2 separate regions of the Manis pentadactyla genome follow, and region 2 is linked to region 1. The links are chromatin contacts, called in public Hi-C maps. All regions are on one chromosome and are shown on one strand. The core of a region is the stretch at or near the end of the contact, and the rest is flanking DNA. Distances in the headings are between cores, read along the strand shown.

Region 1 (6,866 bases), core at 3,208-5,707:
ATCATAATGGAACTGTAGAACAGCAAATACAGCAAGATTCCAAAAGCAGCCACAGAAAAAGAACAGATCCACAAAAGTAAACCCTGCAATGATGAGAATTAGAATCAATGCAATACTATATTTAAAATGTCATTCTTTCACTGTAAATCAAACATAATTTTTAAGAACCAAAGTGATATAAAGTCATCTTCAGATAAACAAAAATAGAGAGTATATCACCAAAAGCCTCCCATTAAAGGAGCCTGCAAAGATTTACTTCAGGAAGAAGGGTCATAGAATGATCTGAAATATAAGAAGTTATGATAAGTGAACAAAATAGCAAGTGTATATGTATAAATACATCTGTAAAAATAAACATCTGTGTAAAATAATAGTCTGGAGAGGGCTGTCCAGATTTAAAGTGTTCTAAGGCCCTTGGATTCTGGAAGGAGAGTTGAAGATACTACTTAATTTAAAATTTTGTTCTACTAAATATGCATGGTAAAATTTCAAGGATAACACTAAAATAGAAATTGAACACATATGTTGCAAATGAGTAAGAAATTAAAGGATATATTGCCTATTAGACAAAAGCCCAAATCCAGCTATGTGAAATTTACAAGAGGCATCTAAAATTTAAGGACAGGAAGAGAAAGAGAGAGATAAAGACAGAGACTGAGAGAGAGAGAGAGAAAGGGAGAAAAGGCAGGAAGGAGGGGAAGAAGGCAGAAAGGAGGAGGAGGAGGAGGAGGAGGAGGAGGAAGAGAAAGGGAAGGGGGAGGGAGAGACATCAGATAAATATCAATTAAAAAAAAAGGTTGGGATATTTACCCTAATATTTGACAAAATATATTTTAAGACAAAAAGCTATATTGGTGATAAAGAGGACCACTACTTCATGTGAAAGTTCATCAGAAAGAAAATACGACAATTTTAACTTGGATGCCTTTGAACAGCCTCAAGATATAAAAAGCAAAAATTCAGTTACAGGGTAAAATAGACAAATCCAGAATTATAGGTACTCCTTGTTCTTTACTGTAAATATCATAAATAAAATGAGTGAATAGATTCAAAAGATAACATTTATATTGCTTTGGGATTAAGAATGATTTTTTTCCATTTCCAAGTGTCTTGATTGTTGTGATAATTTTATAATTAAAACACTTTTTATGAAAAATGAAGTATGGAGGTGAAAAACATAGGTAATTGAGGGCTTGAGGTGGCTTTACATAATTATGGTTTTACTATATTTACTATATTTGGTGTAATTATTTTCTATAGTTTTACCCTAATGTTTTCAGGTTGAATACATTTTAACAATTACAACTTAATTTCTTGTTTCTTCATAGATGCTAAAATGTCAAATGATTTATTTATGGACTAAAATGGCTCAGGCACTCCTTGACTGATGTATTAAAGAATCTGTTTTACCACATAATTTCCGTTTTCTTAAGTTAGAATAAAAATTTTTTTTTGGAGGAACGGACTCTTTCTATAAAGAAAGAGCACCCAAAATTCAAAAATTTAATAAAGCACTCAAAATTTAAATGTTACTACTGATTGTTAATGTCTACATCAGTCTGGATACCTGGGTATCAACAGATATCTCTATTTCTGCCTAGACACCCCGATTATCACTGTAGTGATCAGTTACCCTGAAAAAAGGTAGAGAAAGATACAAATTGGTAATTCTTTTTCTTTTGTTAATACTCCTTTGGTCTTAATATTGCTATTCCTAAAACTCAGTGTTCTACCTCTACTTAAGCCTTTCAAAATAGGTTGTTGTAAACGACAGTTACATGAAATAAGTATAGACCACTGTATACAAATATAAAATAAGACAGCTTGCTAGGAAGCTAGTTCTAAAGAAAACAGAAACAGGATTATTTTATCATAGTACAGATGTTCCTTGACTTAAGAGAGGATTATGTCCTGATAAACCCATGGTAAGTCAAAAATACACTTAAAACATCTCATCTACCAAACATCATAGCTTAGCCTCGCCTACCTTAAATGTACTCAGAATATTTAGTCTACAGTCAGTTGGGCAATAAAATCTGACACAAAGCCTATTTTACAATAAAGTGTTTAATATCTCATGTAACTTATTGAATATTGTACTAAAAGTGAAAAATAGAATGTTTGTATGAGTGTAGAATGATTTTAAGTGTATATTGGTTGTTTACCCTCATGATCGCGTGGGCTGATTGGGAGCTGTGCCTTCCTGCTGCTATATCCAGCATCACAAGAGAATATTGCCCCACATCTAACTAGCCTGAGAAAGGATCTTAAGTCAAAATTCCAAGTACAGTTTTCACTGAATGCATATCACTTTTGCACCACTGTAAAGCTGAAAAATTGTTAAGTCAAATCATCTTAAGTTGGGGATTGTCTGTACTGAAAACTGAGACAACAGATTCTCTTAGACCATAGCATCTAAAAATTTAAACTGTTAAATCTACTTAGGCTATAATACAGAATACATTTTTCATAGTTGTTTAAATTTTAGCAACATGGGGAAAGTACAAACACTGTTGGAAAAGTAAAACAGTAATTTTTAAATGAATCATTACATTTTAAAAAATATAGAAAAATGATAGGAATTCTAAGTTCTTATGAATGTCTTATCCAGCAGGTGTGTTTTAGAATAGTTTGAGATTTGAACATCTAGAATATTCAGTTGGTTTAATCCTTTCGCTTAAAAGGATTTTCCTTTCCTTTAAAAACAAAAAATAAAATAACAATGGAATGCAGTTATTTCTCTTTGTTATAACAATAAGGTGTCTAGAAATGAAACCTGAGAAACTTGAGTAGATTTACAATAAAACACAATTTCAATATACTTCTTTAAACCATTATTTTATTTTTATTTTCTCTCATTATTTTTAAATTTTTTGAAATGATAACATGCATAACAAGGGCACAAATCATAACGGTATAGCTCGATTAATTCTCACAAAACGACCATATCTGTTTTATCAGCACACTGTATCATTAACTTTTAAGGTGGTAAAAGTACTAAAATTAAAAGATTAAAACCATCAACAGCCACCCAAAAAGGCATAGTAGTAAACAAAAATGAGCAAGTCTAACTAAATCAGGGGAGAGGCACACTTGCAAAAATTAAACAATTTTTGGTACACATTTTATACCACACAGGTATTCTGTATCATAAGAACATGAGAAAATAACGTCTCAATCTGACAGGTTCCTGACTTGGGGGTGTCTCCTGTGCTTTTCTCCCACTCTCTGCAGTAACTGTACACTTCACAGCAAACAACAGAAAGAAAAAAAAAAACTTCAGAAACAATTCGATTGCTAAGCAACCTTTTTTGTCGCCTTCCCTGAGCTACATGTAATACTCCTGTCACAAACTGACCTTCCACTATAACTTGAGAGCTGAAAATCAACTTTTCAACGTTTTAAGTGAGCTTTCTTCTTTCCCTTGATTGGCAGATCATTTTGTTCACCTGAAGTTGAAATTGTGGCAGGATGTCTCCTAATTCCTCGTGTGGTCGTATAACCCGTATTGCTAAAGTCCATCCGAGACTGTGACTCTACCCACCGTTTACCTTGTAAATACAAGCCATTCTCAGGTCTGGGTCCCGAAATTACTTTCGCCTTCCTGAGCAGAAATATTTCTATGCTCACGCAGGGAAACCTCTTCTTAGATTTAAAAAAATTCTTTGTATTTTCAGCGACTTCGCCCACCAGTGACTTTCCCAGTTACCAACAAATAGTTTACATAGGTCGCTGTTTTCGGAATTTACGAGGAAATTCCGTACAACATTAAGGGGGTTCTTCCTGCCAAAGAATCCACAGAACGCGAGACGGCCCCTGGTACCCAGTGAAACAATGAAAGATTGGCAAAGCTCAGAAATGTTCCGGAGAGGCACGAATGTCAGCTCTGATTTCAGGTTGCCTGAGCAGCTTGGCTGCCTTTATGACAGAAGGGCAGAGGGGTGCAGGGAAGAGGGTCCCAGCGGGGACTCCTCTGAGATGAGCGTGGGCGACTTTCCGCGAGTCGCCCCCACCACAAAGAAGAGTAAACACTTTGCATCCCGTCACCAGGACAACTAGGAATCCGACACCGAGGGTCAAGATTCCACATCCCAAGTCACCACCGGACGCAGAAGAGAGGTCTATCACGGCCAGTCGCGGGGACTCCTAGGCGTCCCAGACGACGCCGTCCCTGGGGTGCCGAGTGCGACGGGGGAAAAACCCTCTTCGCGGGCCCCGGGTCCGAGGCTCTGCCACCCACGGCTACCCGGCTGTACCCGGACTTCGCTGTTCGCACGTGGCGGTCGTGATTGTCCCGAAGCGGTATCCCTCCGCGCCCCCGCTTCAGTCTCCCCCTCCCTTCCCGGGACCCTCCGAGTCGGAGCGCCGCGGAAGGATCGCACGCACGCGTGCGCGCACGACTCGCCGTGGCTGCAGAGGACCGAGGGTGCCGCGTGAGGGGCAGCCGCCGCCGCCGCCGCCAGCACAGCAGCTCGAGCGCATCCTCCCGCCGCTGGTTGGTCACCCCGCGGCTGCTGGCGGCCGGCCGGCCGGCCGGGCCGGACACGCTCCGTGGCTCGCCGCTCAGCACCTTACCCGAGACCTCCCTCCGCAGCTCCTCGGGGAGGGGGGCGGTCGGTGCCTGCGCAGAGCCGCCTCCTCCCCGCCCCCGCCCCGCCTCCCCCCGCGCCACAGCCGCCTGCTACCGCCGCCGCCGCTGCGCCTGCTGCTTCTCGCCGTCCCCGCTGCAGTGCGAAGGGCTTGAAGATGGCCGGTTGGCAGAGCTACGTGGATAACCTGATGTGCGATGGCTGCTGCCAGGAGGCCGCCATTGTCGGCTACTGCGACGCCAAATACGTCTGGGCAGCCACGGCCGGGGGCGTCTTCCAGAGCATTACGGTGAGGACCGGCGGGGGCCCGGGTTCCCGTCCCCGAGCGGGCCGGTCGGCCGGGGGGCGCCGCAGCGCGGGCCCGGGGCATGGAGAGGGCCCCGCCGTTAGGTGTGGAAGGCGGCCAGTGCCGAGGATGCGGCTGCGGGCGGGCGGGGAGGCCGCGGCCCGGGGACGCCCCCTCGTCCGGGGCTGCGCTGACAGGCGGGGGCGGCGGCCCGGCTTCGCGGCCCCCTGCCCGCCCCTGGCCGGCGTTCCCGGTGCGGATCCGGGAGAAACTGCGGGAGGGGGCACACACTGGCTGGGGCGGGAGGGGTCACCTTTTATTCCTGGGTGGCTTCCTCAGGTCCCCTAGAAGCCCTGAGGTCTGCTTTGCACGTCCGGGGTGGAAGCGGGGGCCGGAGGGGCCGGGCCGGGGTGCCCGCCTTTGCCCGACGGACCGCGCACCGCCTGCGCCGCGGGCTGTGGGAGGCGGCGGCTGCCCGGCGCCCGGGATCCTCGCGGCGACTTTGCGTAGGTTAGCGGGTGTCCAGGCCTCTAGGGCTTGAGAGAAATGTACGCCGACAACGTAGGTGGATTCGTGAATCTCGACTTCAGCTCTGGCTCCATAGGATTTTTTTTTTTAATTCTCCAAGATGGCGAACTGCCATTGATTTCTCTCCTATGGAGATTCATCGATATACCGTTACCCCCAATTACGCAACATAGTTTTAAAAAGGGGGGTGTTTTTATGGAGCTTTCAACCTGCGAAGACCAAGGGGACAACACTTCACTTCAAGTCCCTCCCTCTTTAGTGATGGAAGTATAAGGAACTAACGCAGATGTGTGCTTTTTACATTGCCTGATTTTGAGACTTGATGGTTTTGACTTGGTTGCCACTTATTTGGGGAATAATTGCCACTAGGTTTCCAATGCTACTTTATTGTTTTGCCTCTTTCTGCGCAAGGCTCTTTCTTAAATCGCGACGGTCGTATCAAATACAGGAAGGCCATTCCTTTAATGTCTTAGTCTCACGCTCCCTTGCCATCATATGCCAAAATTTCTGCCCCCTATTATGGGTGCTGCTAGTTATTCTCTACTACTTAACATGGCTTAAGTTCTTACTAGGTAGAACCCAGGTCTTGACACTGATACTTTAAGGTCTCCTATAATCGCAGCGGACTACAATTCTTACGGAGAATTGGCATCTGGTAATCAACTTTTCTTCTGCAGTCCTCTCGTCTTTGTGTGAGTTCCCGCTGTCTGGCTGGGAAGATTGCGGGAGAGTGCTTGGAAATGGCTGGGGCCTGCTATGACTCTGCAGTTCTGATGGGGGCGACGCCTTCCTTCCTTATTCATGGAATGTTAGAATGCACGTTTTCTCCTTTCCGGTTCTGGTGGCTACCTCAGTTTCTTTCCCAGTCTCCCTCCATTTTCTTTATTTTACTATTGCCTACTGCAGTGCTATGGACGGAATCCTCTTTGCATTTGCCCACAAAGAAAACTGATTACTGAGGTGGGAGGGGAAACGAAGTTGGAGAGAAAAAGTAGCTAGAAAAAAGGAGGGAAGTATCAATCGGGTAATGTGCTGAGGTCTAGGGCTTTAAGTTTATACTGGGAGAATATTTCAAGCTATTTGAAGCAGAGTAGATGTGAACAGATCTGCTAAGCATAGGCTTTATTTCAGAAGACTTTCAAGCAACTTACAAGTTGTATGCAACCTGACTGACTGTAATGTGATTAAATGACTGATACACAGTTGTTGAAAGAGTTGATAGGTGAATCTTTACCATTACATAAAGCTTCAGGTACCAGCTGACTTGATAGTTTATAAATAACTCAAGTTTGCAGTTTATCTGGTGTCACCAACCAACTAGTTGGAGATTCTTTGCATACACTGGTCTTTAGTTAGACTAGTGTTAACTGTGAAATCTTATTAGGTGACATAAAACATTACGTAGGATTAAGTAACTATTTAGGAAAGACTGAAACTTGATCTTACACTACTTGGACCTCTTG
Region 2 (6,866 bases), core at 2,939-5,438, 380 kb before region 1:
TCAGTTTTTAAGAATTTGCATTACATACCGTATCTCAAATTTTCATGACATTTCCTCAAAACCACTTAAAATTCTCACTGAACCATACATAACCAAGCATCAATTTTTGTAGAACTGATGTGGCAATACACCAATTTTCACTTAAGCTATTAAAAAAGCATCCCTTAAATACAGGGAGCTAATTGTTGACATTCATACTTTTAGTAAAAATTAAACTAACTTCAAGACCTAGAGCTTTTACTTCTGTCAAAGATTCTATCTCATACCTCCCTTTCCTATAGTAAAAAGACCGACAGATGATAAGAACATCTTTTCAACACACTTAACTGCTTAAAAAAAAAATCTTAAGAGAAGTTACTGGGAAGCCTCCTGACATCTATCCTTTTTTATTAAAAGGTTGAATGAAGATATGATCTTCAAAGCTGGATCTGACACCTCACCATTAGTCTACCCAGCTTCTCCAGATACACTGGAGAAGGTATCTTACTTGGATCTTTCTCTACTAGAGGGCCTCCAGAATGGGAAACTGCTAGCTTTATGTCTCAGTCTCAAAACACACTGAACAAAGCTGTCTGCCTAGGTGTTCAAGTGTGATTGTTACCTAAGAAAGGGACAATCCTGTATCTCATAACCTTCTAGCTACAGATGCTAAATTGAGAGGATTAAGCTAAAATCTGCCTTTTTGAAAAAACAACGTTGCATCTCTACCCATTTTAGTGCTTTTAAAACTGTGACAAGACCAATTCTCTCATCACACACCTTTATATCAACAATCTAAAACTAATGTCTTTTCAAGAACTGATAAAACAATTTTACTAAACACAAATTTTTGTATTTAAAAATGCTAAGGGTCTCAAGCTGAAAAGAGAATTCTCCCAAAGTTGTATCCGAAACTACAATGTTTGGCCAAGCATGCCTATCAAATATTTTAAGTAAGATTTCCATACCTGTCTTCATCACCATCAACAGGAATAGCTATGCTGAATACAGAAGTGGCGAGACTGTTCATAGGTGTTAACTGAAGGGGGTTTGCCAGGGCATCTGCAACAGGCTTCACAACAGGCTTATTTTCAGCAATGAGAGAAAGTGGTGGTTGAGGTAGGGGTTCTGATTTTCTTCTAGTATCGTCAACTTGCCCGACTAAAGGCTGGGTCTGGGTCTGAAACTGGCTTAGATCAGACTGTGGTAGACTTGTTGGTGCACTGGGTGTGCCTTGCGCCAAGGGCAGCCCAACTTGCTGGATTATGCTGCCGCTCCTGCTGACTGGCGTATGGCTGCTCAGCTGCTGCGACTGGATCAGAGGCGCGGGTACATTTGGCATAGCAACAGAAGTGGTAGACATACTAGGCACGCTGGGAGCGGGCATGGCTGGAGGCACATTTGAAACTCCGGGCACCATGGCGTGGGAGCCACCAGGCACGGCTGATGGCGCACTAGTGCCACCCAGCTGTGGTGGAGGCACGGGCTGGGGCTGCCCAGCCCCGGTAGGAACCAGGCCCGGCTGCACCGCGCCTCCCATTGCAGCCGGGGACACTCCAGCCGGCTGGCAAGGCACGGCCTGTACGCCTTGCGCGGGTCCCGGCCCCGGGGCCACAGCTTCACCGGGCAGGGAAGACGTGCCCATTATCTGCACGCCAACTGAGACGGCATTCTGGCCGGTGACCACGGGAAGGCTGGCAGCCGCGGCGGGGCTTGCTCCAACGCCGGTGGACGAGGGTTGCGCGGGGCTTGGTGGCTGCAAGCCGACCACGTGCTGCTGCAGGTACTCACTCTGACCAGAGGGCTGGATAGGCAACAGATGCGCCGGCGGTAGCTGAGTCTGGTGATACGCAAACTGCTGGGGCTGCTGCGTTGCAGAAGTGCCGACCGCTGTGCCCGGCTGCGGAGGCAGAACCATGCCGGGCTGCGCCAAGGTTACATTCGTCAGCGGCAGACCCTGTCCACTGGGCGTCTGGGGACCGACGCCGGGCCCGGTTCCCTGGGGCTGGGTTGGCTGCGCGACTGCCATTATTTGCGGTGGCCCGGCCACGGCTCCAGGGAACGGCGGCGTTGGAACCGAGCTTTGAGCCACAGCCCCACCTACGGGCGGCGGCGGAGGCAGTGGCTGCCCAACGCCAAAACTCTGCGGCTGGGCCGGAGCGGGCTGGCTCATTTTCTCCGACGGGGGTAGCTGTGACACAGCAGTCAAGGAACTGTCAGTTCCCGAGTCGGGCCCGTGCGCCCCCTGCATGGAGGCCACTACCACCACTACTGATCCTCCGGTGGCGCCCAAACCGCTGTCCCGCTCTGCAGTTTGGTCAAAAGTACTGCTGTGCCTAATGCAATCCCCGGACCTGGTCAGAACGCTGCTGTCTGAATCTCGTTCATAGTATTCCATACACGTCCATCGGCCGCGTCTATAGGGCTCCCCGCTCCCATGGTCCAGTTTGATCACACGAAAACGGGAACTACAAGTGGTGGGGGGCTGCGACGGGGCTGCAGTCCCTGGCCCGGCAGATGAGCCCGCGACCGGGGGCGTGCCGGGTGCCCCCGAGGAAGGGGCCGAGGCGGCGGCCGCTGCCAAAGTATTAGCCAGCGCCCCAGGCCCGCTCCGTGCCGAAACGGCTCCTCCTCCGTTGGCTGGAGCAGCCGCTGCGGCCGCCAGCTGCCCGTCCAGGAGGAGGTTTGGGGAGACGGTCCCGGGAGTCTCCGCATCTCCCACATTGTTGAGCGTCTCTTCGGAGGAGCTGCGCTCGCAGACCTCCTCAGGGCCATAATCCGTGGCCCGAGAAACGTCGAATATCTCGGAGGAGACGTCCTCTGTGCGTGACTCGTCCGGGTCGTCCAGACTCTCGGTGTCCTCCGTGATGCTAGTGGCCACCTGGGCGGTGGTGACACTGGTGATCTGGAAGCAGCTCTTCTTCTTGGCCGGCATCTTGGACATGGTGAAGAAGGCTGGAGGGCAGAAGCACGCCAGCTCCTCTGTGATCTCGCTGGAAACCAGAAGGGCAGAGCACGGGCCCCTAAAGACAAAGTCCGAGTCCGCGCTGGGGTCTGAGGCCCGCCGCTGTTAAGTCACTGGCAGATCCGGACGCGGGCCGCTCTGTGAGACATCCTCCTCGCCGTTTCCTTCTGTGTGTCCGTCTCCTCGGCTCTACCCGCCTCACTCGTGCGGCGGCTCCTCCTCCCTTTTCGCCTCCCGCAGTCGCGGCGCCTCAATTCAACCCCCCTCAGAGGCGGCGAGGGCGCGATCTCAGGCGCGGGCCGGCTGCTTCCTCCTGCCGCCTCCGAGCCGCCGTGGTCAGTCCAGCTCGGCGCACCGCGCGGCCAGCAGGCCTTAGCGGGGGGTGGGAGTGGGAGGGCGAAGGGGAGGCGGCGACGGCGGGAGGGGCGGTGCTGCCCCGCACGGGCTTCTCAGGCCGGTGCCGCCGTCAGCTTCGGGCTCCCGGACGCTGAGGAGAGAAGGGGAAGGAGTGGAGAGTCTGGAGCCGGGGATTCCTGATTCAGCCAGAAGCCGTGGGGCTGGGGCTGACTGAAGGTCCGCGGGCGGGCGACGGAGCCTCGGCGCCTCGGCGCGGGCGAGAGGCCCTCCCTCCCGGCCCTAGCCGGAGCTCAGCCCCAGAGACATGTCGACTGTCTCTGGCGGAAACCCGCTCCGGGGGAGGGGAAAGCCGGCTCGGTTCTCCCCTCAGAAGGGGAGCCGCCCCCGCGGGCGGGCGGCGGCGACGGCGGTCTCGGCCTCCCCGCGCGGCTCCTGAGCGAGTGAGGGGCGGCGGCGGCCGCGGCCGGCTTGGCCGGAGAGCAGAGGCGCTCCGGCTGTGTGAGAGACCAGTGGTCGCTTCTTCGGCTCCTCCTCGGTGCGCCTGGTTCGCAGACCCTGGAGAAACAAATTCAAACTGCTGAAGCAGCGGCTGCAGCTCCCTCCCCTCGTCCAAGATGGGGCTGAAATGGCCGCGCCAGGGATGCTGGGAAGAGTAGCAGCGCCGCCACTGCCGCCGCTGCTGACTAAAATGCCCCCGCAGCCGCAGCTACCGCCAGCGCCGCAGCCGCCGCCGTTCCGTGACGCACCGGCGTCGTGGCGTCACCGCCCCGCCTCCTCCGGTTTCCTGCAGTTTCGCGTGGAGTCCTGAGGGGGGAGGCGGTGGGCGGGGCTAAAGAATAAAAAAGAGGAGTTTTTTTAAATTTAAAAATTTAAAAACTTTAATTGTGCGCTGTAGATCTTTTAACTGTTGAAAAGCTAAAGACTCTTAAATTCCAAGCCTAGAGAAGTTTATAATCTCAATAGAATGTTTTTATATCGGTTGTTCCGAAACACTAGAAGGCTGGAGGTCATGTGCCGTCTCTACTGTTTAGCAAAATCTTAAGTGAAACAAGGCGATAGGAATGGGAGTCGGGGATTTAGCTAGGATAAAAAGGGAGACGGCTGGAAGAACCGAAATCACTTAAGAAGCCTTTCCTGAAAACAAATGTTGACCACTGTGGTCAGAATGAAATGTTGAGAGAAATAGTGATGATTAGCTAACAATAGCAAGCCAGATTGAGGCAGAAAAATGATCTTTCAGCCAGAAATTTTGTCTCCAACAATGGCATCAGGAGCTGGTTATTTGCCCAGGGTGAGGTCAGTTTAAAAAAAGATTGGAGGTTTCCAGCATAATCCTAATTTTCCTGAATTTGTTGTGATTCCAGCTTCGAAGAGTTCATTGAAACTCTTGAGGCTGTTTTTACTTTTAGCACGAAGTCAGCTTATGGGCTCCATGTAGAACCTACTGCGTTAAATAGTAACAGTTATTTCATTAGTTTATTCTAAAACTTTTAGTTTGGAGCCAGAGTGTTAAAAGGTTTGGTTTGGTCCAGAACCAAACAACCAGAAAGAGTCAGAAAGCACTCATTCCTGTCCCAGTGAAGAGTGCAGATATGAAGATATTAATGAATTTATTATCTTTTAGCTACTTTCTGGCAAAAAAAGATAAAAAATGGTAAGGCCATTCTTTTAAACAGTTAAAAAATGGGGAAGGTGGCTCTTGAAGTTTGATATACCAATACACCATTTAGGTAAAATCTAAGAAGTCCTGCTGGAAATAAAGATTTCATATCTATTACAGCTTTAGCAATCATATCATGATGACTTATATAAATAAATTAATCATTATACTCAGTTCTCTAATCTTTGAAGAGTAAAAATACTTTTATCCCAAGGATGTTACAATAATTAAAATTTATAATTTTTTAGATCCTTACTGTAAATAATATGCAGAAGTATGTCTTTTAACCTTAGTAGAAACCATGTCCTCCAAATCCAAGTGACTGAGGTTAGGATGTGAAATAAGACCATATAATAATATCCCTGTTTCTTAGGGGTTGGGAGAAAGTAAAAGAACAAAGTATAACATTATGCTGTTGTGGCAAAGATACCTAATGGAATGTTTTGTTTCTAAATCTGTAATTTCCATTATTGTTATAGTTTTTCATCAGTAAATTAGATAAACAGGTTAAATCCTATATGAATTTATAAGAGCTTAATTTAATTTTGGGTTGATTTACCATATTTTTAAAAGTGATGGTCTATGGGTGATGTTGAGCAGGTGGCTTTTGGAAAAATAAGTATCGGATGCCTGCTAGTCCTATTACATTACTTTCTTACATAAACTTTTTGATTACTTGTTATGATTCTCTTAGGTCACACATTTAAAGGAGAAAACCTTAATCCATAATACCATTGCTCCTTGAAGAACATGTAAAGGATTTATTATGAAGTGAAAGTATTGTTAAATATAATTTGGAAGAGATCAGTAAGTGGGCTCTATTTCTGGTAAAGATAGGGTTAACAATATTAAAAGATATCTTAGCAAAAAATAAGATTTATATGGTTAAAATGTTTTATTTATATACTTAAGGGTTTATGTATATATAAACTAATACAGTGGTTATTTTGAAAGTTTTCCAAAAGTTTTAAAGGCCCTAACTTCTTTTGTACATTTGCTCTTTTAAAACATAGAAAATTTATTGCATAAAAAACTGAAGGAACAAAATGGCAGCAGACTCAGAGACTCCAAGAATGAACTAGTGGTTACCAAAGGGGAGGGGTGTGGGAGGGTGGGTGGGAAGGGAGGGAGAAGGGGACTGAGGGGTATTATGTTTAGTACACATGGTGTGGGGGATCACGGGGAGAGCAGTGTATTACAGAGAAGGGACATAGTGGATCTCTGGCAACTTGCTGCACTGATGGACAGTGACTGCATTGGGGTATGGGTGGGGAGTTGATAATATGGGTAAATGTAGTAACCACATTGTTTTTTCATGTGAAACCTTCATAAGAGTGTATATCAATCATACCTTAATAAAAAAATTTTTTAAAAAAGAAAATTTATTGCATAAAACTGCTATGAAGAAATTCTGATTGTTGCGAATAGGTTTGAAATCACTTTATAAAGGACAGAAAAATCATATTCCTATCATCAAATTACAAAAAGCTATGTAATTCATAGTTGGTCCACAGAGGATTAAAAGCCTTCACATAATTGATTAAGATGATAGAAAGCAGGGTATATGTGCAAGTATGTGTGCACCATGTGTGGAGAGTTGGTAGTAAATAAAATGGTAGCCTAATTCCCTAGAACTGGGGAGATCCCTGGAGTTCCAAACCTCAAGATTAGGGGTCTTAATTCAGCTACCCTGGCTCCATGCCTGCACCTAGAAACCATACGTGGAAACTGTGGAAATCCTGGATTAATGCTTCAGAACCCTCAACTTGACTGTCCTACACCTAGTACTGCCCTCAAAGACTTAATGTGAAGCAATGTACAGGAAGTACATTTAGGAGGAACAATGGGGTGGGATGAGGAGGACGACTAAGAGACTAAGGACTAGTTTTACTGATGAAAAACAGA

The links. Hi-C and Micro-C count contacts between places; a contact is called where the count stands out from the background.
Region 2: a Hi-C map of skin fibroblasts shows a contact between it and region 1, with 8 times the contacts expected there. The contact joins the promoter of TSC22D2 here to the promoter of PFN2 in region 1. A contact is called at or near these places in 2 of 3 Hi-C or Micro-C datasets (fibroblasts and skin fibroblasts).

Annotation. Positions count from the first base shown.
Region 1 is chr1:82,404,006-82,410,871 of mManPen7.hap1, reverse strand. PFN2 (profilin 2) reads left to right here and starts at 4,457. Exons shown (of 4, transcript XM_036896406.2): 1 at 4,457-4,878. The coding sequence starts at 4,747.
Region 2 is chr1:82,787,334-82,794,199 of mManPen7.hap1, reverse strand. It overlaps TSC22D2 (TSC22 domain family member 2), which reads right to left and starts at 4,188. Exons shown (of 4, transcript XM_036896330.2): 1 at 948-4,188. The coding sequence starts at 2,923.